Regions from separate parts of the Mus musculus genome. Here regions 2 and 3 are each linked to region 1. Evidence: chromatin contacts called from public Hi-C and Micro-C data. All regions are on one chromosome and are shown on one strand. Each heading gives the region's core, a stretch centred on a gene start, on an enhancer-like site or on the middle of the called end of the contact. The rest is flanking DNA. Distances are from core to core; before and after follow the strand shown. Region 1 holds the start of Egln2 (egl-9 family hypoxia-inducible factor 2). Region 2 holds the start of Scn1b (sodium channel, voltage-gated, type I, beta). Region 3 holds the start of Usf2 (upstream transcription factor 2).

Region 1 (3,070 bases), core at 240-2,739:
TCCTGGCTCACGTACTCATTGAGGACAGAGTTCGTCATTGTATACATGTCCTTGCTTTTTCCTACACACAGCCCCCCTTTTTGACACAGGGCCTTGTTATAGCCTAGACTAACCTGGAATTTGAGGTCTCCCTGCCTCAGCCTCCCATGAGCTGGGATTACAATGTACCCATCCCAGGTTGTGTACATGCTTCATGGTAGTGGCAGTACACGATCCATCAAAGGTGGTGTGTGCAGCGATGACATCCCTGTGTGTGACATGTATGGGGCAGTATGACACTGTGGCATGTGAGTAGTCTCTGGCCTGGTGACTGTGTTGGTGAGGCTGCTGTTGTGTGCAACATCAAGACCGAGGACTTGGGAATCTAAGGGGGGGTCTTGAGTCTGTGCCTGGTTTGACTTAGTGTACACCACCTCATGTCTGCAAACTAGGACGGTGGCTCACTGTGTTCCTAAAAACACGTGCTCCTGAGGTTTGTGTGTGCACTGATGGAGATTTGTTTCTTTGTGTGTGTCTGTGTGCCTGCGAACACGAACATTCTTCGCCATGTGCCACTGTGGTTCTTGTGCAACCCGGACTCCTGGTCATACTTAATGTACCCTGATGTCTTTATAGCCATAGCCTTCTGGAGACAGGTGCAGCCCCCCTCAGGACAGCTTCAGCTGCTCTCACAAAATGTCAGCAAGTATCCAAGCCCACTTATTGCCCATTTGTTAGGCCCTGGAGTTGGTGGAAAGGGTCGGGCATTCAAATAACCCTATCCACACAGCCCTCCCCGGAATGGTGGTATAAATATTAAGAGTAGCTTAGTGGTAGAGCGCTTGCATCGCACATGTGAAGCTCTGGATTCAGTCTCCAGCACTACAGAAACAAAAAATCCGCTTGGGCTACAGAGGAGCTGGGTTTTGCAAATGTCTTCTTTGTGAGTCTGTCCCAGGTTGCTTTAATCTGACTCCCACAGTTGCCCTGAGGGAGCAGCGAGGAGCGGGTCATGCAAATAGTACACATTTGCTCATTTGTTCTACCCGGTTTCGCTTCTCTAAGGACGTCCCGTACTCACCGTTATTTTTTTTTAAGTGCTTATGTAAATTACTGACGTAGGAATTTACATACACTTTCCAACTAACTGCGCAGTCATTTCTCAATATACTCTTGGGCTGTGTGCAGGAGCGGCCCATGTAAATGAGACATTTGCATAGCAAATGCCAAGAACCCAGCTGACAAGTTCACTGACACTTTTGGCTCCGAGGGGTGGGCCTTTCTGTGTGAAACTGCTCTTTTGTACCCCTCTCCAAGGGGCCGTCTTGAGAACTCACAGAACGCCTTTTACTGAACCTGCGTGTCTGCTTTCGCGTGGAAGGGGAGGAGCACATAATGCAAATAAGCCTCGCGTCCCGGACCAGCTCACTTCTTGGGCAGTGCGTTCTAAGCCTCCTGTCAACGTGCGGTTCGCGCACGCGCAGTCTCCTCGGCCGGGCCGCTGTCACGTGCCCAGCGGGCGAGGCGGGGGCGGGGCGTCGCGGGCGGTGGGGGGCGGGGTATGGCGCGCTGCGAAGCGCAGGGCGGCTGGCACAAACGGCGGCGCCGAGGCCGGAGGAAAAAGCTCGGTGAGGAGGTCGCGCGAAGGGAAAGACCCGGGGAGGAGAAGGAGTCTGAGGCCCGGTGGCCGGGCGCGGGCGACGGGGCTGGAGGCGGGAGCGCGCGCGGGCGGCAGCGACCCCACGCTAGGGCGTTGGGGGTGGGGAAGGAAGCGCGCGCCCGGCGCGGTGGGGCGGACCATTGGGGGCCACGGGAGCGCGCAATAACCACCAAGGGGAGGGGCCGGGCCGAGGCGGCCCCGCCTCAGTCACCCGGGGCGTCCCGCGGCCCCTGGGTCCTGGCGGAGGGGGTTGGGAGGAAGGCAGTCGGGTCGGACTCTGCTCTCGGGCTCCCTTCCGTCAGTCCGTCCGTCTGGCAGGACCTCCCTTCCGGCTGGGTGTGTGTCGGGCCCCAGTAGGCTTCCTCCCGTAGGGCACAGGTCGACCCCACCGGCCCTCCCGCTCCCCTGCCGTCTTGTTTTTCTCCCTGTTCTCTTTGTCCCTGGACTCCCGGTTTTCCCCGCCTGCCCTGGCTCGTAATCTTCCACCCAGGCGATTAGGTTCCCGCGAATGTTGCGCGGTGGCATTGCCCGTTGGTTCCCCACAACCCTGACTTTACCCTAGATTCCACACTCCCGTTTTCTGTGTCTCCTCCCTCCTCATCTCTCTGAGTCTCTATAGAAACCTCAGGCAGGTACCTTGTATTTTCCACTTGCATCGTCGCTTTTCGTCCACAGATATCTGTCTCCCTATCACCTTCCTCTCTGGGCCGTCATGCAACGTTCTCTGCACTTTCTCTCTATTACTCTTTATGCCAGACATTCCCTCTCAAATTCCCAAGTTATATGCCCCATGTTGTCTCCCTGTGTGCGTGTGTGTTTGTTGTGGCCCAGTCTGTCATCTACTTCCTGCTGGTACCATCCCCACCCCTTCCCACCTGCTCGTCTCTTGACTTCTTTTAAGTTCTTCCTTTTCTCTTTTCCAGCCACCCCCATCAGTCCCTTCTCAAGCTCCTAGAGACAACTGTGGACTTGGGGACCAGCGAGCACCCCCAGAGCACTAGAGGAGCCCCTGCTGCCTGCCCTGCCTCACCCTGCCCCACACGAGGCCCAGCGGCCCCGGGCTGCATCAAGTGGAGGAGGAGGAGGCGGAGGAGGGTGGCACCATGGGCCCGGGCCGTGCCCTCCATGCCCGGGGGATGAAGACACTGCTGCCATGGACAGCCCGTGCCAGCCGCAGGCCCTGAATCAAGCTCTCCCTCAGTTGCCAGGGTCTGTGTCAGAGTCCTTGGAGTCTAGCCGAGCCAGAATGGGGGTGGAGAGTTACCTGCCCTGCCCTCTGCTCCCGGCCTATCACCGTCCAGGAGCATCTGGGGAGGCCTCGGCTGGCAATGGGACCCCCAGAACCACAGCCACTGCTACTACGACCACTGCCAGTCCCCTGCGGGAGGGCTTTGGTGGGCAGGATGGTGGTGAGCTTTGGCCACTGCAGAG
Region 2 (3,070 bases), core at 226-2,725, 4.0 Mb before region 1:
GTCTGTCCTCTCTGCACCTCCTCCTCCCAGCCCCCACCAGAGCCACAGGAGCTGGGAAAGGGTTATTTTCTGCACAAGGAATTTCGCGGCTTGGCTTAGGAGGTGCTGGCGCAAAAGCCCAGACCACAAAGGTGTCTGGTGTCCCTGGCTCCTGGCCGCTAGGTCCTGGACCTGCCCCACACTGGGGCTTCACTGGGGCTTTATTTCATGCTGAACTGGAAGCTAGGACAGGGCCAGCCAACCCCTGCCAAGAGTCTCTCTCCCACCTTGGTCCTGGTGGCCCTTTAACGATCCTAGCAGAAGTTAAGGTGCTAGGGACCTGTTTGGGACACAGGTCAGTGCCCTCACCCAGGGGGTGAGGTACACACAACAAACAGACAAATCATATAAAAGAATACGAACGTGGTGTGGTGGTACATACTGAAGCAGGAGACCACCAGTTAGAAGTCAGCATGGTCTACATAGTGAGATCCTGTCTCCAAAGTTAAACATATAGGACTCACTCCCCCCCCCCCAAGTTGCCCTCTGACCTTCATATGTATGCCTCGGAATTGGTGTATGGTCTCACACATACAGAGTAAGTAAAATATAATAAAAACCAAAACAAACCCCCATAATGTTAGGTACTGACAGCTGTTCTGACAAAGTAAATAAGAGCCAAGATGATGTAGTCAGTGTGGAGAAAGGCAGATTACTCAAAATGGGCACAGAAAATACTGTGAAGGTGACATTGGAGCCCTGGGCTTCAGCACAATCAGCCCTTCCATCACCTGGGGATAGTAGGCGGGGTCGGGGTGGGGGGTGTCCAGGCAGAATGGAAGTAGGGCAAAAGCCCTGAAGCAGTGATGAGCTGGTGTGCTGGGGGTGGAGGAACGGTGGACGATGGAGTGGGAGGAGAGCTGAGAAGATGACGTCAGAGTAGCAGCGGGGGATCGCGGGAATGGCCCCTTTGAAATCCCGCACCTCCGACCCCCAGAGCTGTGGGATGCCAAGGTACCCTTTTGGCTTGGATAAGGTCTACAGGTTTCTATGTATACCTAGCTTGACCCTTTCACTCCGCCATGCCCTCTTAGGTCCTGAGATCTCCAGTCCGAGGGATCTCAGGTGTCATAAGTAGGTCTCTGGGATGTCTCAGCCTTATCTCCCCAAGAACTGGATAAGGTTAACCTCTATAATTAGGAAGACGGAAATTGGTCCCTCAAACTGTCCTCCAAGTCCTCTTGGGTGTCTAGAGATGACCTTTCTCAGAAGAGGAAGAGGAAAGGGTTCCGACACCCCCAGAGAGTCTGGTGAAGCCGGAATGACCTAGACCATGCAACGGGTGTGCAGAAGCCACGAAGCCACCGGAGAGGCCGGTGCCCGGGCGCCTCCCGGGCCGCTGCGGCAAAGGCTGGGCGGCCGCGCCCTCCCCCCGCGGTGATTCATCCCGCCCCCTCCCGCTCCCTCCTCCCTCCTCCGTCTCCCTCCTCCCTCCCGGGCCGCCGCTGCAGTGCGCAGGAGCCCGCGGTCCGCACCCCAGCGCCGGGAGCCCGAGCGCGAGCAACGTCCGGAGCCAGGCAGGGGTCGCCGCAGCCTGGATGCGCCCTGTGGCGCGCGCGCACGCAGCATCCCGAGCCTCCCGCCGCGCGGCGGGGATGCCTGCTCTCCGAGCCCCGGGGCTGGGCCCCCGGCGGTAACCGGAGCGGGGGGGCGCGCCCCCCCAGCAGCAGCTGCCGCGCCCGCGCCCGGGCCAGTCGCCGCCGGGGCCCATCGCCTGTCGCCGCGCTCTGCGCACCCACCGCCTTGCGCGGCCATGGGGACGCTGCTGGCTCTCGTGGTGGGCGCGGCGCTGGGTGAGTGTTGCTGGGGGACACGCGCCGTCGGCGCTCGGGACGCCCCCCGCCCAAGTGGCCGGAGCCGCGCCAAGTCCCGGCCTGGGAAGTTGTGCGGGGTGCGAGGTCGTTGGGGTCGCGGGACCCTGGACGGCACAGAAGGATCGTGGAGATGCAAGGGTTTCTCGGGGGGGTGTGGAGGGACACTTGGTACAGAGGTGCCGCCGCGGGCGCCGGGCCGGGGGCGAGGAGACGCGGAGTCAGCTGCTTGCAGAGCCCCGCAGGCTGCAATGTGACACCCACAGCCGCGTGAGGGGTGGGGGAAGGCAGCGCCTGGGACTGGGGCCCGAAACGAACCGGGAGGCATGGATACCGAGTGAGGACTCCGGGCATGCCCTGGACGTGGAGGTAAACTGAGAGACAGACTGGGGCAGACAGGGACATTGGAGGGAGAGAGTTAGGAACCGGAGCCAGGAACAGAGAAACTTGAGAGCAGCAGAAAGATCTGGAGAGACCAGGAAGGGATGGAGATAGAGAGGCAGTCCCAGGAACAGAATGCCTGCCAGATGGAGTTTAAAACAACAACAGTAATAGTAATGGCGAGACATACAGTGGTGGGAAAACGACGGAATACAGCCCTGCTGGGATCTTCAGAGACCTTTAGGAGGAATAAACATGGGGGAGACTGGAGCAAACGGGAAGGTGAACCAGAAGCCTTGAAGACTAAGAGATCAGGAGGTTGGGGGTTGGGGAGACAAGGAAAAGACCCAGAGCTAAAGTTGGTGACATGACTTATACAGTTAGTGTGTGGTGGGACACAAGAGGTGGCAGGTAAGTGGGTGAAAGAGGGACCAGAGGCCTCTAACCCAGTGGTGAAGCAAAGAACTTTTAACTTGGGGTGAAGGTCTTGAAGCGAGGAAGTGAGTCTGCGGAAGAGGGGACAGGGCAAGATGGTGAAGATCGGGAGGGGATGGATTCCAACACAGAAGCTAGGGGAAGAAAGAAACAGAGCTAGAGTGAACCCCCTCACCCAACCTTCCTATCTCTCAACCCACGACTGGCTCTGCAGACCTCTTTCATGGTGGGAGTGACATTTAATGCTAGAGCCACCACTTAGAAGGCTGTTGGCTTTTTGAGGACCTGGGCACTTCAGTGGAGTTACTCACCACAGTGACATCCTCTTTCCCAGGGCCTCCAGTGTGTGTATTCTACTTAGCAACTACTGGGAATAAAGATGACAGATTCTTCCACCTAACAGG
Region 3 (3,070 bases), core at 317-2,816, 3.8 Mb before region 1:
CAAGTAGTGGACGGAGAGGGCGGGCCTATGCACCTCCGAGAAGTCGCAGCCGGGATGACCTCTATGACCCCGACGATCCTAGAGACTTGCCACATTCCCGAGATCCCCACTATTATGATGATTTGAGGTCTAGGGATCCACGTGCTGACCCCAGATCCCGTCAGCGATCCCACGATCCTCGGGATGCTGGCTTCAGGTCACGGGACCCTCAGTATGATGGGCGACTCTTAGAAGAGGCTTTAAAGAAAAAAGGGGCTGGGGAGAGAAGACGCGTTTACAGGGAGGAAGAAGAAGAAGAAGAGGAGGGCCACTATCCCCCAGCACCTCCGCCTTACTCTGAGACTGACTCGCAGGCCTCGAGGGAGCGGAGGATGAAAAAGGTGAGCCTAGACCCTTTGACTTCAGATCTTCAGGACGCCTCTTCCTCCAGCCCGTACAATTAACACTTTTTCTTTTCTCCTTTGCAGAATTTGGCCCTGAGTCGGGAAAGTTTAGTCGTCTGATCCCACGTTTTGTTATGTAGCTTTTATACTTTTTTAATTGGAATATTGATGAAACTCTTCACCAAGCCTAATAAAATTCCTGATCACAAGATCTAAGCCTCTTGTTTTGCTGCACGAGTTGAGAGGAGGGGGACCAGCAAAAGAAGCGGCCAGACAGGCCTTTAGCCTTCTTCATAGCCAGCCGCCTAGAGTACGTGCCCCTTGCCGCCTCCGCCCTGCCCCGCCCCGACGTGCGCATGCGCCTTCGGGAGCGCGCGAGCGCGCAACCCGGCTCCCCAACCTCCGGGCTCCTATACGACCTACTTTTACAGTCTTCAAACCCTGTGCCCCGGCGATCTGAGCCCCGCATCCGTGTTGCCGGCCTTCCAGCCGGGCCTGCGTTCCAACCGGTGGTGGTCCCGTGTAGAGTCCCCGGGCCTATGTGTGTGTACGCGCCCGGCCGTCACCAAAGACAGACAGCGCGCGCGTTCCCTAGGGCCTGCCCTCTCCCGCGCGCGCGCGCGCGCCCGCCCGCCCCGGGATCGCGCCGTCGCCGCCACCGCGCGCGCGCAGCTCCAGTAAAGGAGGAAAAAAAAAAAAAAAAGGAAAAAGAGAAGGGGGGGGGGTGATAGAAAGCGGCGGCAGCTGCAGCCACAATCCGCCGCCGCCGGACCGGGCTAGGCCGGGCGGCGGGCGCGGGAGCTGGCGATCTGGGCAACAGGGCGGCCGCCATCCGGGCAGGGCCCTGTTGAAAAAAAAAAAAAAAAAAAAAGCTCAAGTCGCGGCGGCGGCGGCGGCGAGCGCTCAGGGAAGCAGGCCCCAGGCCGCGTGCGGCGGGCCGGCGGGCGGGGGGCAGCTGAGCTGTGGCCCGGAGCCTCGCACCGCCCGGAGCCGGCGGCGGGCGGAGGCGGCAGGAGGAGGCGGCAGCTGCAGGAGTAGCGGCGGCGGCGGCGGCGGCGGCGGCGGCATCTCCTCCTCACATGACCCCACTGTTTGTCCCCGTGATCAGCGCAAGCGGCTCCCGTGTCTCCTCCGTCCCCTCCTGCCGCGCGGCGTGAGCGCCGGGCTCGGGCCCCCCCGGCCGCCCGCCCCCTCCCCTCCCTCCCCTCCCCTCCCCCCCGCCCCCCCCATGGACATGCTGGACCCGGGTCTGGATCCCGCTTCCTCGGCCACCGCTGCTGCCGCCGCCAGGTAAGCGCGCCGACAGCTCGCGCCCCTCCGCGCGCCCTGGGCCCCGGCCCCTCGAGCCCCGCGCGCAGGGGCCGCCATGATCCCGAGCGGCCTCTGGGCCCGGCTCAAAATGGAGGCCGCGGGGAGGGGATCCGGGCGGCCGGGGCTCGGCAGCGGTGCTGACCCTAGCGGGGGCCGGGCCTGGAGGGCGGGCGGCGGGCCGCTGCGCCCCGGCGAGGGGTGCGGGCCTCGCTGACCCCGGGCCCTGCCCCTGGTGTGCCCCCGCAGCCACGACAAGGGACCCGAGGCCGAGGAGGGCGTTGAGCTGCAGGAAGGTGAGTGTTTGCGGGGGCCACGGGGGCTGCGGCCCGCGCCGGGGTTGCAGGCCGGGGACGCCGGGAGGCCCCGCGCGCCCGCTGAGCGTGCCCCCTGCCCTGCTGCCCCCACAGGCGGGGACGGCCCGGGGGCTGAGGAGCAGACGGCGGTGGCCATCGCCAGTGTCCAGCAGGCGGCGTTCGGCGACCACAATATCCAGTACCAGTTCCGTACAGAGAGTAATGGAGGCCAGGTGAGGCGGCCGTGGGCCGGGAGCCCGGAGGGCCAGCGCCGGGGTGAGCTGAGGAAGGGCAGACGCGTGCGGCGGGACAGGGAGAGGCTCCGACCTGTCCCCCACTCGGGCCCCAGCGTCGGTCTCGTCGCTCTGCCGCCCCCTGCAGGTGACATACCGCGTAGTCCAGGTGACTGATGGTCAGCTGGACGGCCAGGGCGACGCGGCCGGCGCCGTCAGCGTCGTGTCCACCGCTGCCTTCGCGGGGGGGCAGCAGGCTGTGACCCAGGTGGGTGTGGACGGGGCAGCCCAGCGCCCCGGCCCTGCCGCTGCCTCTGTACCCACAGGTCCCGCAGCACCCTTCCCGCTGGTAGGTGGCCCGCGACTTATGGGGAGGGGCTGGGGAGGGGGAAGGCCCAGGGGGTGGGGTGTGTGACACACACATGATGTTCTCTGGGCTGGCCGGCTGTGTAAGGTCTGGTCAGAGTTTTGCACAGGCGTTGGATAGGGTCTTTTGGAGTTACTTTTCATTGCAAAACTGGAAAACTTCTTAGAGGAAAGAGTAGAGCTAATGATGGTTGAATGGTGTCAGAGACGAGATTCTGTACAGAATGGCACACACAGTAGGCTACGCCCTTGCCTCACCGTATAGTAAACAAACACCGATACCAGTAACAAAGATGGCATAGCAGGGGTGGCTAAGGATGGCCTATGTGTACTCCTCCCTAGGCTGTAATTCAAAATCCATTCAGCAATGGTGGCAGCCCGGCGGCCGAAGCTGTCAGCGGGGAGGCACGATTTGCTTATTTTCCAGCATCCAGTGTGGGCGATACCACAGCTGTGTCTGTTCAAACTACAGACCAGAGCCTAC

The links. A called contact is a pair of places that touch in the nucleus more often than the background predicts.
Region 2: a Micro-C map of embryonic stem cells shows a contact between it and region 1, with 5 times the contacts expected there. The contact joins the promoter of Scn1b here to the promoter of Egln2 in region 1. A contact is called at or near these places in 1 of 39 promoter capture datasets (cranial neural crest) and 1 of 484 Hi-C or Micro-C datasets (embryonic stem cells).
Region 3: a contact with region 1 is called in a Hi-C map of cerebellum, with 4 times the contacts expected there. The contact joins the promoter of Usf2 here to the promoter of Egln2 in region 1. A contact is called at or near these places in 2 of 484 Hi-C or Micro-C datasets (cerebellum and rod photoreceptor).

What each region holds. Positions count from the first base shown.
Region 1 is chr7:27,165,221-27,168,290 of GRCm38.p6, reverse strand. It overlaps Egln2 (egl-9 family hypoxia-inducible factor 2), which reads left to right and starts at 1,489. Exons shown (of 6, transcript NM_053208.4): 1 at 1,489-1,607; 2 at 2,563-3,070. The coding sequence starts at 2,793.
Region 2 is chr7:31,125,428-31,128,497 of GRCm38.p6, reverse strand. Scn1b (sodium channel, voltage-gated, type I, beta) reads left to right here and starts at 1,475. Exons shown (of 6, transcript NM_011322.3): 1 at 1,475-1,832. The coding sequence starts at 1,793.
Region 3 is chr7:30,955,299-30,958,368 of GRCm38.p6, reverse strand. It overlaps Usf2 (upstream transcription factor 2), which reads left to right and starts at 1,566. Exons shown (of 10, transcript NM_011680.2): 1 at 1,566-1,673; 2 at 1,941-1,987; 3 at 2,102-2,220; 4 at 2,369-2,569; 5 at 2,929-3,070. The coding sequence starts at 1,612. Lsr (lipolysis stimulated lipoprotein receptor) reads left to right here. Exons shown (of 10, transcript NM_017405.2): 9 at 1-380; 10 at 468-599. The coding sequence ends at 503.